Linked DNA regions of Oncorhynchus mykiss: region 2 is linked to region 1. A link is a contact called in public Hi-C data. All regions are on one chromosome and are shown on one strand. The core of a region is the stretch at or near the end of the contact, and the rest is flanking DNA. Distances in the headings are between cores, read along the strand shown. Region 1 holds the start of LOC110491480 (ATP-dependent RNA helicase DHX8). Region 2 holds the start of LOC110491482 (thyroid hormone receptor alpha-like).

Region 1 (7,881 bases), core at 3,181-5,680:
CTTAGTTGCCTATATGGCCTTTATTGAGATTAGAATGGACCGATTTGCATGCATAGTAAACTCTTGCATATTGTGTCTTTCTTGAAAAGAAGACAATATAGTATTATTTAGGTTTTGCTGTATATGATCTGTGTGTCCCATTTCTCTCTTCCTGGGTGTTACTGTGCATTTTGTCCCTTCAGTCACTCCATACCCAAAGCTAGAGATCCTCTACTGCCCTGAGCCTGGGGTTCCAGAATTCTAAAGGAGTCCTACAGGAGTCCAGTCTACCTACAGCTCATGCATATGGAGATTTTGTTTTCATTTCTTAAAAGCATTTATTTTACGTGAACCAGTCTAGTCTAGTCAATTGTTGATTAAGGGAGGATGTTGATGAGGAAATCTGATGTCTAATTGTGAATGGGAAGAACGAGTTATTAGATATGATTAAGATGTGAACTACGTTCGGTTAGTTTGGAATTCATTTCACAACATTTTTTAAAATCATAAGACACTTATTTTTTATATTTCACTGTTAATATAATAGAACAAAAGTATAACATAAAAGGTTTTTGTGTCTTAAAATGACATGGTGAATTCAGAAAGTATTCAGACCCCTTGACTTTCTCCACATTTTGTTACGTTACAGCCTTATTCTAAAACGGATTAAATCATTTCCCCCCCTCAATCTACACACAGTACCCCTTAATGACAAAGCAAAAACAGCTTTTCAGAAGTGTGTGCAAATGTATTTGGGAAAAAAACTGAAATATCATGTTTATTCAGACCCTTTACTCAATACTTTGTTGAAGCATCTTTGGCAGCGATTACAGCTTCGAGTCTTCTTGGGTATGGCGCTACAAGCTTGGCACACCTGGGGAGATTCTCCCATTCTTCTCAGCAGATCCTCTCAAGCTCTGTCAGGTTGGATAGGGAGCGTTGCTGCCCAGCTATTTTCGGTAAAAGGCTGTCATGTGCCTTTTACTGAGTGGTTCAGTCTGTCCAATCTACCATAAAGGCCTGATTGGTGGAGTGCTGTAGAGTTGGTTGTCCTTCTGGAAGGTTCTCTCATCTCCACAGAGGAACTCTGTAGCTCTGTCAGAGTAACTATCAGGTTCTTGGTCACCTCACTGACCAAGGCCCTTCTCCCCCAATTGCTCAGTTTGACTGGGCGGCCAGCTCTAGGAAGAGTCTTGGTGGTTCCAAACTTCTTCCATTTAAGAATGATGGAGGCCACTGTGTTCTTGGGGACATTCAATGCTGCAGACATTTTTTGGTACCCTTCCCCAGATCTGTAGCTCGACACAATCCTGTCTTGGAGCTCTACAGGCAATTCCTTCAATCTCATGGCTTGGTTTTTGCTCTGACATGAACTGTCAACTGTGGGACATTATATAGACAGTTGTGTGCCTTTCCAAATCATGTCCAATCAATTGAATTTGCCACAGGTTGACTCCAATCAAGTTGTTGAAACACCTCAAGGATGATCAATGTAAACAGGATGCACCTGAGCTCAATTTCGAGTCTCATAGCAAAGGGTCTGAATACTTATGTAAATAAGGTATTTCTGTATTTAAAAAAAAAAAAAACAGTTTTCACTTCGTCATTATGGGGTATTGTGTGTAGATTTATATTTAATCCAGTTTAGAATAAGGCTGTAATCTAATAAAATGTGGAAAAAGTCATGTGGTCAGAATACATTCCGAATGCACTGTAGGGTTCTAGTACAGATTTATTTCATGCTTCTAGAAAGAGAGGTGTTCAGATTTTTTAGGGTTGTCTTGTCTGTATTTAGTTTAAATAAAAAATAATCGTCAAAAACCGTTGCCAGGAATGTTCACTTAAAAATAAACTGCTCAAGGCCCGGTTTCCCGATAGCAATGGCACTTAGGCTTAAGAGTGTTTTAATGATGCATCTTTCCTACAACAGCCAATGAAATACATACGTTTCTCAAAACACCACGCAGAGAGAAAGTTTGCTAAGTGCGTTGTTGAGGCATGTGTCAATACTAAGGCAACTCTGTTCTCAGATCAGCTTTCTCCATACAAATCTGACTTTAACATTAGAATTATTCCACATTACTGATGACAGATCAGCTCCTAGAAACAAATACTGAGGCGGCTAATTCTAATGCTTACCCTATAACAATGCACTAAATCAAGATTTGGCACATCATTGTACACTTGTTGTTACACATCATGAAATGTATTGAGGCAAAAAAACAACAACAGACAGTAGCCTACAATTATCAAAATAGAACTCAATTGAATGAACATGAAATTGAGTTCAGTAATATTTAATTATATAGGCCTACTGTACGTGCGGCCTATACTGTAGGCTATTTATATTTTAATGCAGTTCTCTCTGTTTCCATTTTAAGCATTCATTTAACGTTTAATTTGTCCTTCGCTTGCTTAACAATTGAAAAGACATTGGCAACTTTGTATTTGTAGTCAACTTCGTTGTGATGTTATTGGCGGTCACAGAGAGACAGATAAACATCTTGATTCTTTGTTTAGCGCAGATCTTATTCCATCCCTTTACTTAGATTTGTGTGTATTAGGTAGTTGTTGTGGAATTGTTAGATTACTTGTTGATATTGCTGCACTGTTGGAACTAGAAGCACCTGCATTTCGTTACACTCGCAATAACATCTGCTAACCATGTGTATGTGACAAATAAAATTTGATTTGAAGTAGTACATCCTATCACCGATTTGAAGAATGACTACAATTAAGGTCATGTAGCAGTGTTGACCCCATTCAGAATGATAAAAAAAAAATGTGCTCATGAAACAGCCAACAAGGCAGCATCCTAATTTATGAGTCACTGAGGCTGCTATTGCATCTGATCAGCCTGGCAGGAATAGAGCTTACCCACTGGATCATAGGCATCAGCCTATAAGGTACTTTTAACGGCTAATATGCCTGCAAGGAGCTTTTCCCATGAAACAGCCTACAAGGCAGCATTGTGACTTCATCAGCCTCTAAAGCTGCTATTGAGCTGCTCAAGCTCTGAGGCTGAAAGCTAATCTAATCAGCCTGCCAGGAATGGAGTTCTGTACATGTAAATATTACCCATAAAACAGGAAGTGCCCATTATAATTATGCACATATCAGTTATGCAAGCTCACAACCAGCAAAAAATAACTAGCTAGCTACAGTAGCTAACTAACACGACTACCTAGCTAACTGCTAGCTCACAAGACTAGCTAGCCAAGTGAGCTTCTAGCTAACAAACAATCAGTGTAATATCAGTATAAAGTTGACTTAATTTTGAAAGATGCTGGCTACATTACATGTTTTACTCTATGCTTCAGCTTTCTGGATATGTTTGAACATGGCTCGTCGTCCCTTCATTCGATTGGTTCTGGTCTTGAGGGCGGCACGCAGCCTTGGAGACACTGTCACCTGTCAGGCGCTGTTCAGGGCTTAAATGCTCCACGAGCGTCCAGCTCGGGAATGGTTTTAGCACCACCAGGCGACAAAATTGAAGAACTACACCACACATAGTAATTTCCGGCAGAATCGGAAATGGTGTCATTCTCCATCATCAAAAAAAGTAATAGCGGCATGGCAGCAGCACCAGCTATCCACACTAAGACTGGTTATCAGATTTTGCCTTCAAAATAAAAGTCCACGGTAAAACGCTATGCATGTGATACAATATCAATATTTTTTTGCAGCTTTGCACAGAGCATAATGTTAAAATTATGTTAAAGAAATTATAACTACATGGGGGGAAAATTTAAACTAAAGAGAATTGTATTTTGGTTGTATTGCACAAACAACTTGCACTGTACAGGAAAAACAATATATTTTTTGTCCATAAAACCAGGGTCCAGTCTACTCTCTAAAGTCCCTAGAATACAAGAGTTTGAACAAAAAGTTATGTCATAGGAAGTGTTGCAGGACTTTTACTGTGGTCTAACAGCTTACAGTGGGGTGCCTGGACAATGTGGTACAATGCAAATCATTGTATATGCATTACATATGGGCTTATAATAATTTTAAAAACGATTATAGGTGCCGCAGGAAAAGTATTGTAGAATACTCAGTAGGGTCAGTAGAATCCATATATGGTGTCATTTCATGGGTCATTGAATGGAGTTTTGCTGGCTTTTTACTCCACCAAATCATGGAAAACATGTTGCCTAATAGAGCAAAAACTATTCTAGGTGGCTATGCAAAAGTTTTGTAGGGAATATAATATATTATTATATTTCATGCACAGTTATTTGCATTGGAGGCATTTATTTGACCATGGGACATGTTTTAAAACACATTTAAATCAAATGTCACTTAAAAATGAGCAAATATGAATAATTGTTCATGTTCAGAGAAGTATTTTTCATATTTCATGAATAAATACAGGTTATTGACACTGCTATACTATTACGTGGGGACTCTTATTTGACACGTTTACAAACTTCAGTTACCCGGAAGTACTTTTTTAGTGTCGCTGACGAGACACTTACCAAAAAAAAAATGAATGCTGCTGTTTTCTTCTGAACACAAAACAGTCTCTTGGATAATGTCACACATCGGCGATAACGAGCTAGAACAACTGGAATACCTCTCGTTGGTATCCAAAGTGTGCACAGAACTCGACAACCATTTGGGGATAAGTGATAAAGATCTAGGTATGTAAAACTGAAAGTGAACTTTCAATATAATATTTGTTAGTTGGCAATACAATGGCTAACAGCTAGCGACGCGTTAGCTAGCAGCAACTCGAGATCATCTTCTCGGGTAAACCAGCTAGCTATTAAACTGGCTAATGATTTCATTAGCGTAGCTAAGTTAGGTAACTAACTAGTAAACCGTGTAGTTGAGTTTAGTCAGCTAATAACGTTACTAACAACGATGCGAACTTTCTCGCTGCCGCTAGCTGACATGCTATAGTAGCCATTTTAGCGAGCAAATCAAAGCTACACTCGAAATGTTTAGGACTAGTTAACGTGGTTAATGTGGTTATTTTCTTTGCTGTTTTACAGCTGAGTTTGTCATCAGCCTTGCTGAAAAGCAACCAACATTTGATGGCTTCAAATCACTTCTGCTGAAAAATGGAGCAGAATTCACAGTAAGTTTCTCCAGCTTTCAAATCGACACGTTCTTCTCTCCCCTGATCCTTAGTGTAAAAGAGAAAGTAGTGCACTGTTATCAACTCTAGGAGGAGGAGGGGGGGGTCTATAAAATCTGTTACATATATATTTTTTTTTACATCTGAAAAGTACAATTGAGAATCAAGAAAATTGAATGTTCTGAGTCCATGTCAATGCTTAAATATTGTTTTAGGTCTGATTATTGTGTGTAATTCCACTTTAATTGAGCATCTGGCCCTTTAATTGCGCATCTAGCAAGTAAGGAATGTGCCATCTGTGCCGGTCTAGTGATGGTTCTGTACAGCTGCTGCTCATTTCATGGCAAAGTTTGCAAATAACAAGAAATATATATAAAACAATATGCTTACTCATGATATACTTCTGCTATACAAATTATATACACTACCGTTCAAAAGTTTGGGATCCCTTAGAAATGTCCTTGTTTTTGAAAGAAAAGCACAAAAAAAATGGTGTCCATTTGAAATAACATCAAATTGATCAGAAATTCAGTGTAGACATTGTTAATGTTATAAATGACTATTGTAGCTGGAAACAGCTGATTTTTAATGGAATATCTAAATAGGCGTACAGCGGCCCATTATCAGCAAACATCACTCCTGTGTTCCAATGGCACGTTGTTAGGCTAATTGATCATTAGAAAACCATTTTGCCATTGGAACACAGGGGTGATGGTTGCGATAATGGGCCTCTGTATGCCTATGTAGATATTCCATAAAAAAATATCCAGCTACAATAGTCATTTACAACTTTAACAATGTCTACACTGTATTTCTGAACAATTTGATGTTATTTTAATGGACAGAAAACGTGCTTTTCTTTCAAAAACAAGGACATTTCTAAGTGACCCGAAAACTTTTGAACTGTAGTGTACATCTGCCAGGTAAGCCGACTTTGCAGTTAACAGTTTATTTCTGTCAACCCACATCAACTGGCTACACACAGAGTGATAGACAAACACATGCACCACACAGACAGACGCGGGCAATATTGCTGGATATTAATTGGTAGATATTGTGTTAGATTTGGCTTTTTAAGCCAGTAGTGGCTAACCAGGGTTGGGATAATGTCAACGTTGCGTTGATTAGATAGTTGCTGGGAGCTTACGGGGTCTGATACTTGTGAGATTTGTTTATGACAGTTGTGCGGTGGAATACGTGAAAATTGCTTCTACTTTCAGAATTGTTTGGCGAGCCACTCATAGTTGGGCTGTGAGCTACTGGTAGCTTGCGATCGACCTGTTGGAGACCCCTGACCTAAATGGATGTTTATGGAACTGATATGTAGACGTAACATTTATTTTCCATCTTTCAGGATTCACTCGTCGGCAATTTGCTCAGACTTATTCAAACGATGCGGCCTCCACCAAAGGCATCTTCAAGCAAAGGTATGTGATCTGTATTCCACCTGTATCCTCTGATGTGATGTGTGCTTTTCACTTAGCGCACATTTTTGAAGGTATGGGCTGGGCTATGTGTACTCGGTGTACAAAACATTAAGAGCACCTTCCTAATATTGAGTTACACCTCGCCCTCAGAACAGCCTCAATTAGTCAGGGCGTGGAGTCTTCAAGGTGTCAAGCATTCCACAGGGATGCTGGCCCATGTTGACTCCAATGCTTCCCAGAGTTGTCATAGTGGCTGGATGACCTTTGGGTGATGGACCATTCTTAATACACACGGGAAACTGTTGTTTGTGAAAAACCCAGCAGCGTTGCAGTTGACACAAACTGGTACATCTCACACCTACTACCATACCCTGTTCAAATACACTTGAATATTTTGTCTTGCCCATTCACCCTCTGAACTGCACACATACACAATCCATGTCTCAATTGTCTCACGGCTTAAAAATCTTTCTTTAACCTCTCCTCCCCTTCATCTACACTGATTGAAGTGGATTTAACAAGTGACATCAGTAAGGGATCATAGCTTTCACCTGATCAGTCTATGTCATGGAAAGGGCAGGTGTCCTTAATGTGTTGTACACTCAGTGCATGTGCTATTGTTACAATGTTGTGGGCTTGATGATATGCTGAGTTGCTGACCCTTTACTCTGTGATTTTAGCCTTTGAACCTGTGGTCAAGCAGAAGAGTGACAAGGACAAGCTGAAGGAATTGTTTCCTGCATTATGCAGGCCAGACGATCCTGCTCCCAAGGTACATTTTGTTGTTGTTATAACCTGGTTAATTTGCAGGTGAAATGTATATTATAGGCTTTACTTTGTGGTTGACTTTGATCTGCTGACATTTGGCCTACCGTTTCGGACCCCCTCCCCCAAGGCCATATTGGATGAAGACGATGTGAAGATCGCCGACGCTGCCATGAAGGAGTTGGAGATGTTCATGCCCAGTGTGAGCAGATCAGACTCAAAGAGCAAGAGCAGGTAAAGGGCTTTCACCAGTAAAATTCTTATTGGTTTCAAGTGCAACGTTTTTCTCAGTTGTTACATAGGTTATGTGACCTGTTTTGTATTTCTCAGGTCGGACAAAAAGAGGAGGCACAGCAGAAGTCGGAGCCGAGACCGGGACAGGAGGCGGCGTCACCGTTCTCGGTCCCGCTCACGCTCTAGGTCTCGCTCTAGGGACCGGGACCGTCAGAGAGAGAGAGACCGTGAGCGGGACCGCGACCGTGGTAAGAAACGTGCGTCTCGCTGGAATGAGCGCAGCCGTACCCCCAGCCCCCACAGAGACCGAGACAGGGACACAAAGGAAGGCTCGGACCGGTGGAAGGACAAACACGTGGACCGTCCTCCACCAGAGGAGCCTACTGTAGGGGA
Region 2 (7,881 bases), core at 1,717-4,216, 170 kb before region 1:
GCATATTTGTAATTGGATTATAGGAATTGAAAGCTGACTGTGAGTGTGTGCACTGTACGTTCGTGCGCACATGTGTGTTTTGGATTCCTTTTAAGAGGGGTTTTACTATCCCATTCATTTATTGGATTAGAGTTTACAAGCTGTAGACTTGTCATTAAGGTCAAGTATTTACATAGCGCTTGTCACGGTTAACACAAATCACATTTTATTGGTTGCATATGTAACGGATGTGAAATGGCTAGCTAGTTAGCGGTGGTGCGCGCTAATAGCGTTTCAACCAGTGACATGACTTGCTCTGAGACCTTGAAGTAGTGGTTCCCCCTGCTCTGCAAGGGCCGTGGCTTTTGTGTAGCGATGGGTGACGATGCTTCGTGGGTGTCAGTTGTTGATGTGTGCAGAGGGTCCCTGGTTCGAGCCCGGGTATGGGCGAGGGGACGGACTAAAGTCATACTGTTACACATACACATATTTAGCAGATGTTATCGCGGGTGTAGCGAAATGCTTGTGTAGCGTGTGGTTTGATGGCGGGAAGTGGACATTCCTTTCTTTGCATGTCTCACATGATCCAATTATAGTCTTGACCTACTGTATCCCGCCTAAACCATCATCCCTGGATGATTTGGGAGGATGGCTTCAAATGGTAATACTCCAGTAGTCTCTTGTTACTGTTAGATCGAGTAGCTGGTCAGCGTGCACTTTTAAAATTGGTTCTGGGTACCAAGATTAGGTATTCTAGTGATGTTTCTATATCTTTGGCACTTTCTTTTCTTGTTTGTAGTGCAACCGTGGAAATCAGTTCTCTGCAGATGAGCGTGGAATGATCAACCCCATGTTTTGAGAGTTAATGGCAGTTAGCCAAACTTAGACAACCGTAGACCATCTCCAGTAGCTGTCAACCTCTTTGTGACAAAGAAGAGGTAAAATTGGAAGGCTGATGGTTTCGTTCAACACTGCCTTTCAACATGAAAAAGCTGATTGTGGGATCAAACTGGAACAAACCTCCTGTTCCACTGTTGTTGCACACAGCAATCTGTGAGATACATTGGAAACAATGCCTTTTAGTTTAAAAATGCTAAAGGCTGGAGAACGTTCGCCATCAAAGGCCCTGCATTCACATACAGCTTGCTTGCTTAACCACTAGGCAGGGTAGCCTAGTGGTTAAAGCGGGGGACTAGCAACCAATATCAAGAGGGATTGAACAACAGTTGGGTGCTCTAGTCAGTGATTGGACTGACTGCTTTGTTTACATGTCATTTGAACACACGATGGAAGCTAAAATAATTACTATTGCCCTTTCGACACTCTAGTCCTCCACTCTGCCCCTTCAATCCCCTACAGACACCCACACGCACACACACACATGCACACGCACGCACACACACACACACACACACACACACACGCGCACAGGCACACACACGCGCACGCACGCACACACACACACACGCACGCACGCGCACGCACGCACACACACACACACACACACACACACACACACACACACACACACACATAAATTTGATCAGACTGTCAGATGAGCCTATGATGGACTAGCTGCTTTGTTCCGGGGGAAAACACTGTTGCTCAGTGTGATCAAACGGAAATGTGTAGGGTGCTGCCATCAAAGACAGCAACTCCCCATATCAAACCTCCCAGATCCCATCTGCTGTACATCAGTCAGGCACACACCATGTTGACAAGGGTTTAGCAACGAAGGATCCATCTCTATTCCCTCACACGGGGGATTTCAATCGATAGTTGATTCCATCCAATGTACATGTCACAAGTGCTAGCATTAAATGTTCTGAAAACATATCCTAATACACCTGATAGTGTGCTTTTCTCTAAACATATTTGTCTGGAAGATTAGATGATGTGACTGAGGTTTGACTGAACCGAGCCAGTAAGCATACATTCTGCTCAGCCATGTCCATGCAGCTCTTAGATGAGATGGAAATGGGTGAAATAGACAGAATTTTTCGGAATCATCGTTGATGCCTTGGAAGCATATATCATCATGCCTCATGATTTCTCAAACCCTGTGCCATTTAATGTGTGAGTTCTCTCTAACAGCAGAAATAGCATAATTCTTATATATGAGCTCTTACCACCTAGAAAAGGATCCATATGCTATTGATGGAAATATCTGTCAGCCATGATATAAATCTTAGTGCTCTGTTTAATGGGAAAAAGAGGGGGATTATTTAGGCCGAATGGAAGCAAAAGTTGTCATGTTTTAGCACGTCACCTTAATATAAAGCAATGGACAGTTTTGGAATCATCATCATTGGGGTCATGGTAAAATACATATTTTGGAAGTTATTAAATCAAATCCTTATATAAGCTAGCCAGTTTGTTGTCTCTAGGCAGTAACATGTGGAGCTCTTCCTACTGATACAATATGACAGAAAATGCAATCCACTCCCATATTGCTCTTGGATACGACCCAAACTTCTGCTTTGCAGACAGGCTTTCTCGCATTATTAATAACAATTTCCCATCTGCTATCTGTAGAGTATTTAACATTGCCCAAGTGTTGAGCCCTGTCTCCAAGTCCTCCCTCAGCGTTCGGTGCAAAATATTGTCAGTCAGATGCGTAGGTTTTCAGGGTCCATACAAATATGCTGTAGACTATAGAATACCTTCAAGGTGTATCATTATAAGCAGACAATAAGCATGGCATGTGATAAGAATTGTTTTATTTTATTAATAGCCTCATATTTTCATCTCATAGGTGTAATTTATTTTAGGGTATTTAATAGTTTGATTGAAAATGGTTTTGTCTTATTGAGAAAAGCTCATTCATGGTCCTCACCTAACCTCATCTCCCATCGGGTAAGGCAAGTCAGGTACTTGAGGTCTTTCATTCTTTTTTGTGAAGGGAGGAGCTGGACCGCGTCCTCGGCGAACCTAGCCTATATGAGGACGAGAATAACGCACCACGCCAGACTTGTATCAGTGTGAATGCCAGGGGATGCGCAACATCTCCACACTAGGCTACATTCATTCTCATGGTCTCACATTCAAAGCGAATATTGCTACTTTTAAAGACGTTTTTAGAATCAGAGGTAGATGTGTTTGTACTTTACAGTGTTAGTCCTGTAGAGAGTGGTAGTCCTGTAGAGAGCGGTAGATAGCTAGTTTTATTAAATTGTTTTATGCGGGCCCAGAGCATTGCATTGGCCCAGAGCAGTGTGCGCCCCATACTGTACATATGCGGAGGGAGGAGCAATAGTATATCTCTTGATTCCATTTCCCTGTCGTGGCAGCCTACCGAAACGTTACTGGAGCACCTTTTTACACACACCTCATGGGAAATCCCAAATAAAGAGCACCTTGTGACTTTGTTTAAGTGCAAATTAGGAACCGCACGAGACGTTTTGACGGCAAGCGGCGCTTTGCAGAGGAATTTTTTTAAATAGAAAAGCCCGGTACTGTGCAGTTGCATACCCTACCACTCCACTTGCGCTTTATACGGAGAGGCTTTGACTTTTTCATCCTCGTTTCAGTCTCAAAACAACCGTATTCCCGTCCAAAACAGTAGAAGAACCTGACGGTGAGTCTCATTGGCACATATTTACTTTCAAACGTGTTCTACCCACCGTGTATGTCGCATTTGTGCGTATTTTTCTGTCCAAGCTAGCCCTAGTAGCTGCATGGTTTGACAGATCAGCAGCGTTATGTAGGCTACAGTATAGCTTCACCTTGGCCTCCTACAGTTTGCGTGCTAAAATATAATTCGCCGCAATTACTGTTGTACTGTTGTTGTAGTGTTTATTTAATTTATTGTCTGATGTAGTTGTCGATGCAGATAGTCCGTGTGCAATGTGTTCACATAATCAACTGAGGGGCCTAACTTGTATTTATTAATTTATGATACTACACACACACACACACACACACACACACACACACACACACACACACACACACGCACCTGTCTATTATTGTGCAGGTTGTGTGGCTTTGTGTGTAGGAGGTTCAAATATTATTTTAGCATGTAAGTGTCATATTGTTCAAATCTGGTGCAGGTATGTTTGTAGCACAGTTGCAGCAAATAGTTTGGCTAACTGCCAACTTCTAAGGGTTACAGTACAAATTACACATCACATTTGCTATGATACCGCAGAATGAAACGGATAATTCTAGGCCTATAGCTCCAGGAATATTGACAGTCATAGGGCATACCAACAATATGGACCTGGGAAATATCATGGAACACATGGCAGTTACGCACAGCCATATCATTTAGTCTTGTTTGGGAAATTCCTGTGTAATGTCAATAGCTTGGTACAACGTTACTTACTATTCTATTATAATAAATGTGTCTGTTTTCTTAGTGCTGTCATACAGTAATGTCCATTTAAATGTTGCCTGGCTATCCAAACTCTATGCTCTGGCCAAACGCAACACCACGCCTATGGACATTAAAGTTTCTTCTCCTCAATCAGTCAATAGTGTACAACTGCAGCCCGCAATTCGGGGCGTTCCTGCATCTGGTCATTCCTGGCTCTGCAGGAATGCCCCCCCTCCCCCTCGAGCAAATCCATTCTAGACCGTCTGATTGGTCCCAGAAACGGATGGGTTGGGCCAGACCCAGAACACACATGGGTAAAGCGGCGTTTTGAAAATGTGTCATTGGCTTTGATACTCTGATTGGTTCGAAATGATCCAATCACTGATGGTTTTGTTTTTGACCACATGGGGACCATTTTTAGGAGCCTAGGGTCCAGGAAAAATGTGGCCTTTTATAAGCGCATTTCATGCAATTATACATCATTGTGCAGGACTGGATACTTTTGTAATACGGCACAACTGATGGAAATGACAGGCTACTTTGACACTGACCAACTGAGAATCTAAGATCAATAAAAACAACCTTGTCTTGAATCCATCAATAGCCTGGGCCTAGGTGTGTGTGGAGACACACATATTGTACAATATGACAAGAAAATTATAGTCCTAAAAAAGCTTTTCAGTTTCACTGACTCGCCTAATAATGCACAGCTCGCTATGCGCTCGTGCCAAAGCCTACTTCTCTCTTGTTTTACTTAAAACAATGTTTGCTCAATAGGCCTATTTGGAAGTTGATTAAATATTAAGGTAGCTTAAAGCAGACAGATTAGAGTCTTCTCTCTTCAGCAGGAGCCATTTTGCTTTCCAACCACATCTAGGCAATAAAAAATAAAAAGCTATTGATCCTCTGTGGCTACATTATAGGACTACTCGGGTACAGTAGGCTATTCTGAAAATGTCATTTCTTTCTGAACAGACAGCAGTAATTCTATAACTTTGGCACATGTATTTACATATATCAGGGGTGCTGCAGCAGCTCCAGCAACTTTCCCGCAGCTAAGGAAATTATTAAGTGCTATCAGCCAACCAGGCCGAATATTGATGGTGATGTAAATCAAGTGTTATCAAGTGTTAATCAAATGTTATGCTGCTGTGGCAGTACTGTTTGATATTTAAACTAATTAGCTTGCTACACACGCTCGACCGGGCGCGCACAATCTCCATTAAGGGCAGACCAATGGACGGGGTGGGCGTGGCGAACTTGACGATGTCACAACGACTTGGGGGCAGTGGGTTCAGAACAACGCCATACAAGTGGTAGGGCAAATATCAGGGATACTGATAGCTGTTTACATTTGGGAGGGAGATATTTCCCAGCTCTATGATAAAACCTAATACATCGAGTCCTTGACTTTCATCCAGATTTCCACCTACACATTAATCATTACCTAGGTGTTTAAAACTCTGTCTTCTTTGCCTCGGTTGATTAGCCTCGGCCCTTGGCCAAATCAGACATTACACCATAAACATGTTTCTGAAAGCAAATAAACCCTGTGTGGGCTTTGGGAAGTTTCTGTATTTCAATGATTTCATTTGTGTACAGTAACTCAGCCTCCTACATTTTGGGTTCCCGTCACTTTCAGATGGGATGATAAAGGGGTGTTCTGACTGTCTGCGGTCACCAAAGATCCCATGCCACTTATCGTAAAAGTAAGAGTGTTAACCCCGGTGTCCTGGCTAAATTCACAATCTGGCCCTCATACCATCATGGCCACCTAATCATCCCAGGCTTCTAATTGGCTCATTCATCCCCCCCCCCTACTCTCTCCTGTAACTATTCCCCAGGTTGCTGCTGTAAATGAGAATCTGTTCTCACTCAATTTACCTGGTAAAATAAGAGTTAAAGATACAACAACAACAACAACAACAACAAAAATGCACTAATGTGTACAGGTTTACATGGTTTATTATGTGTGTATTAGTGCATACTGTTTATGTTTAGTACGGGGGGGGGGGGGGGGATATCAGTAAGATTGACTGACCTTCATGTCTTAAAGTAATGATGGACTTTCGTTTATCTTTGCTTATATGAGCTGTCCTTGCCATAATATGGACTTGGTCTTTTACCAAATAGGTCTATCTTCTTTATACCAACCGTACCCTGTCACAACACAACTGATTGGCTCAAATGCATTAAGAAGGAAAGAAATTCCACAAATTAAATTTTAACAAGACACACTTGTTAATTGAAATGCATTCTAGGTAACTATCAGTCAATCAATCAGTTAAATGTATTTATAAAGCCCTTTTTACATCAGCAGATGTCACAAAGTGCTTATACAGAAACCCAGCCTCAAACCCCAAACAGCAAGCAATGCAGATGAAGAAGCAAGGTGGCTAGGAAAAACTCCCTAGAAAGGCAGGAACCTAGGAAGAAACCTAGAGAGGAACCAGACTCTGAGGGGTGGCCAGTCCTCTTCTGGCTGTGCCGGATGGAGATTATAACAGTACATGGCCAAGATGTTCAAACGTTCATAGATGACCAGCACGGTCAAATAATAATAATCACAGTGGTTGTAGAGGGTGCAAAAGGTCAGCACCTCAGGAGTAAATGTCAGTTGGCTTTTCATAGCCGAGCATTCAGAGTTCGAGACAGCAGGTGCTGTAGAGAGAGAGAGTTGAAAACAGCAGGTCCGGGACAAGGTTGCACGTCCGGTGAACAGGTAATGGTTCCATAGCCACAGGCAGAACAGTTGAAGCTGGAGCAGCAGCACGACCAGGTGGACTGGGGACAGCAAGGAGTCATCAGGCAAGGTAGTCCTGAGGCATGGTCCTAGGGCTCAGGTCCTCCGGGAGTGAGAGAGAGAATTAGAGGGAGTGTACCTACATTCAAACAGGACGCTGTATAAGACAAGAGAATTACACCAGATAAAACAGACTGACCCTAGCCCCCCGACACATACACTATTGCAGCATAGATACTGGAGGCTGAGACAGGAGGGGTTGGGAGACACTGTGGCCCTGTACGAAGATACCCCCGGACAGGGCCAACCAGGCAGGATATAACCCCACCCACTTTGCCAGAGCACAGCCCCACACCACTAGAGGGATATCTGCAAAACACCAACTTACTACCCTGAGACAAGGCTGAGTATAGCTTATGAAGATCTCCCCCATGGCACGAACCTGACTACTTCATGAAGCTGGTTGAGAGAATGCCAAGAGTGTGCAAAGCTTTCATCAAGTCAATGGGTGGCTACTTGGAAGAATCTGAAATATAAAATATATTTGAATTTTTTTCACACTTTTTTGGTTACTACATGATTCCGTATGTGTTATTTCATAGTGTTGGTGTCTTCACTATTATTCTACAATGTGTAAAATAAAGAAAAACCCTTGAATGAGTAGGTGTGTCCAAACTTTTGACTAGTACTGTATTCACACCCTTGAGTCAATACATGTTAGAATCACTTTTAGCAGTGATTATAGCTGTGAGTCTTTCTGGGTAAGTCTCTAAGAGCTTTCCACACCTGGATTTTACAATATTAGCATATTTTTTTTATAGCTCTGCCAAGTTAGAAAGCC

The links. Hi-C and Micro-C count contacts between places; a contact is called where the count stands out from the background.
Region 2: a Hi-C map of liver shows a contact between it and region 1, with 6 times the contacts expected there. The contact joins the promoter of LOC110491482 here to the promoter of LOC110491480 in region 1. A contact is called at or near these places in 2 of 3 Hi-C or Micro-C datasets (blood and liver).

What each region holds. Positions count from the first base shown.
Region 1 is chr16:17,690,631-17,698,511 of USDA_OmykA_1.1, reverse strand. LOC110491480 (ATP-dependent RNA helicase DHX8) reads left to right here and starts at 4,430. Exons shown (of 22, transcript XM_021564962.2): 1 at 4,430-4,622; 2 at 4,977-5,062; 3 at 6,417-6,489; 4 at 7,170-7,261; 5 at 7,385-7,488; 6 at 7,585-7,881. The coding sequence starts at 4,472.
Region 2 is chr16:17,863,929-17,871,809 of USDA_OmykA_1.1, reverse strand. LOC110491482 (thyroid hormone receptor alpha-like) reads left to right here and starts at 2,966. Exons shown (of 11, transcript XM_021564965.2): 1 at 2,966-3,556.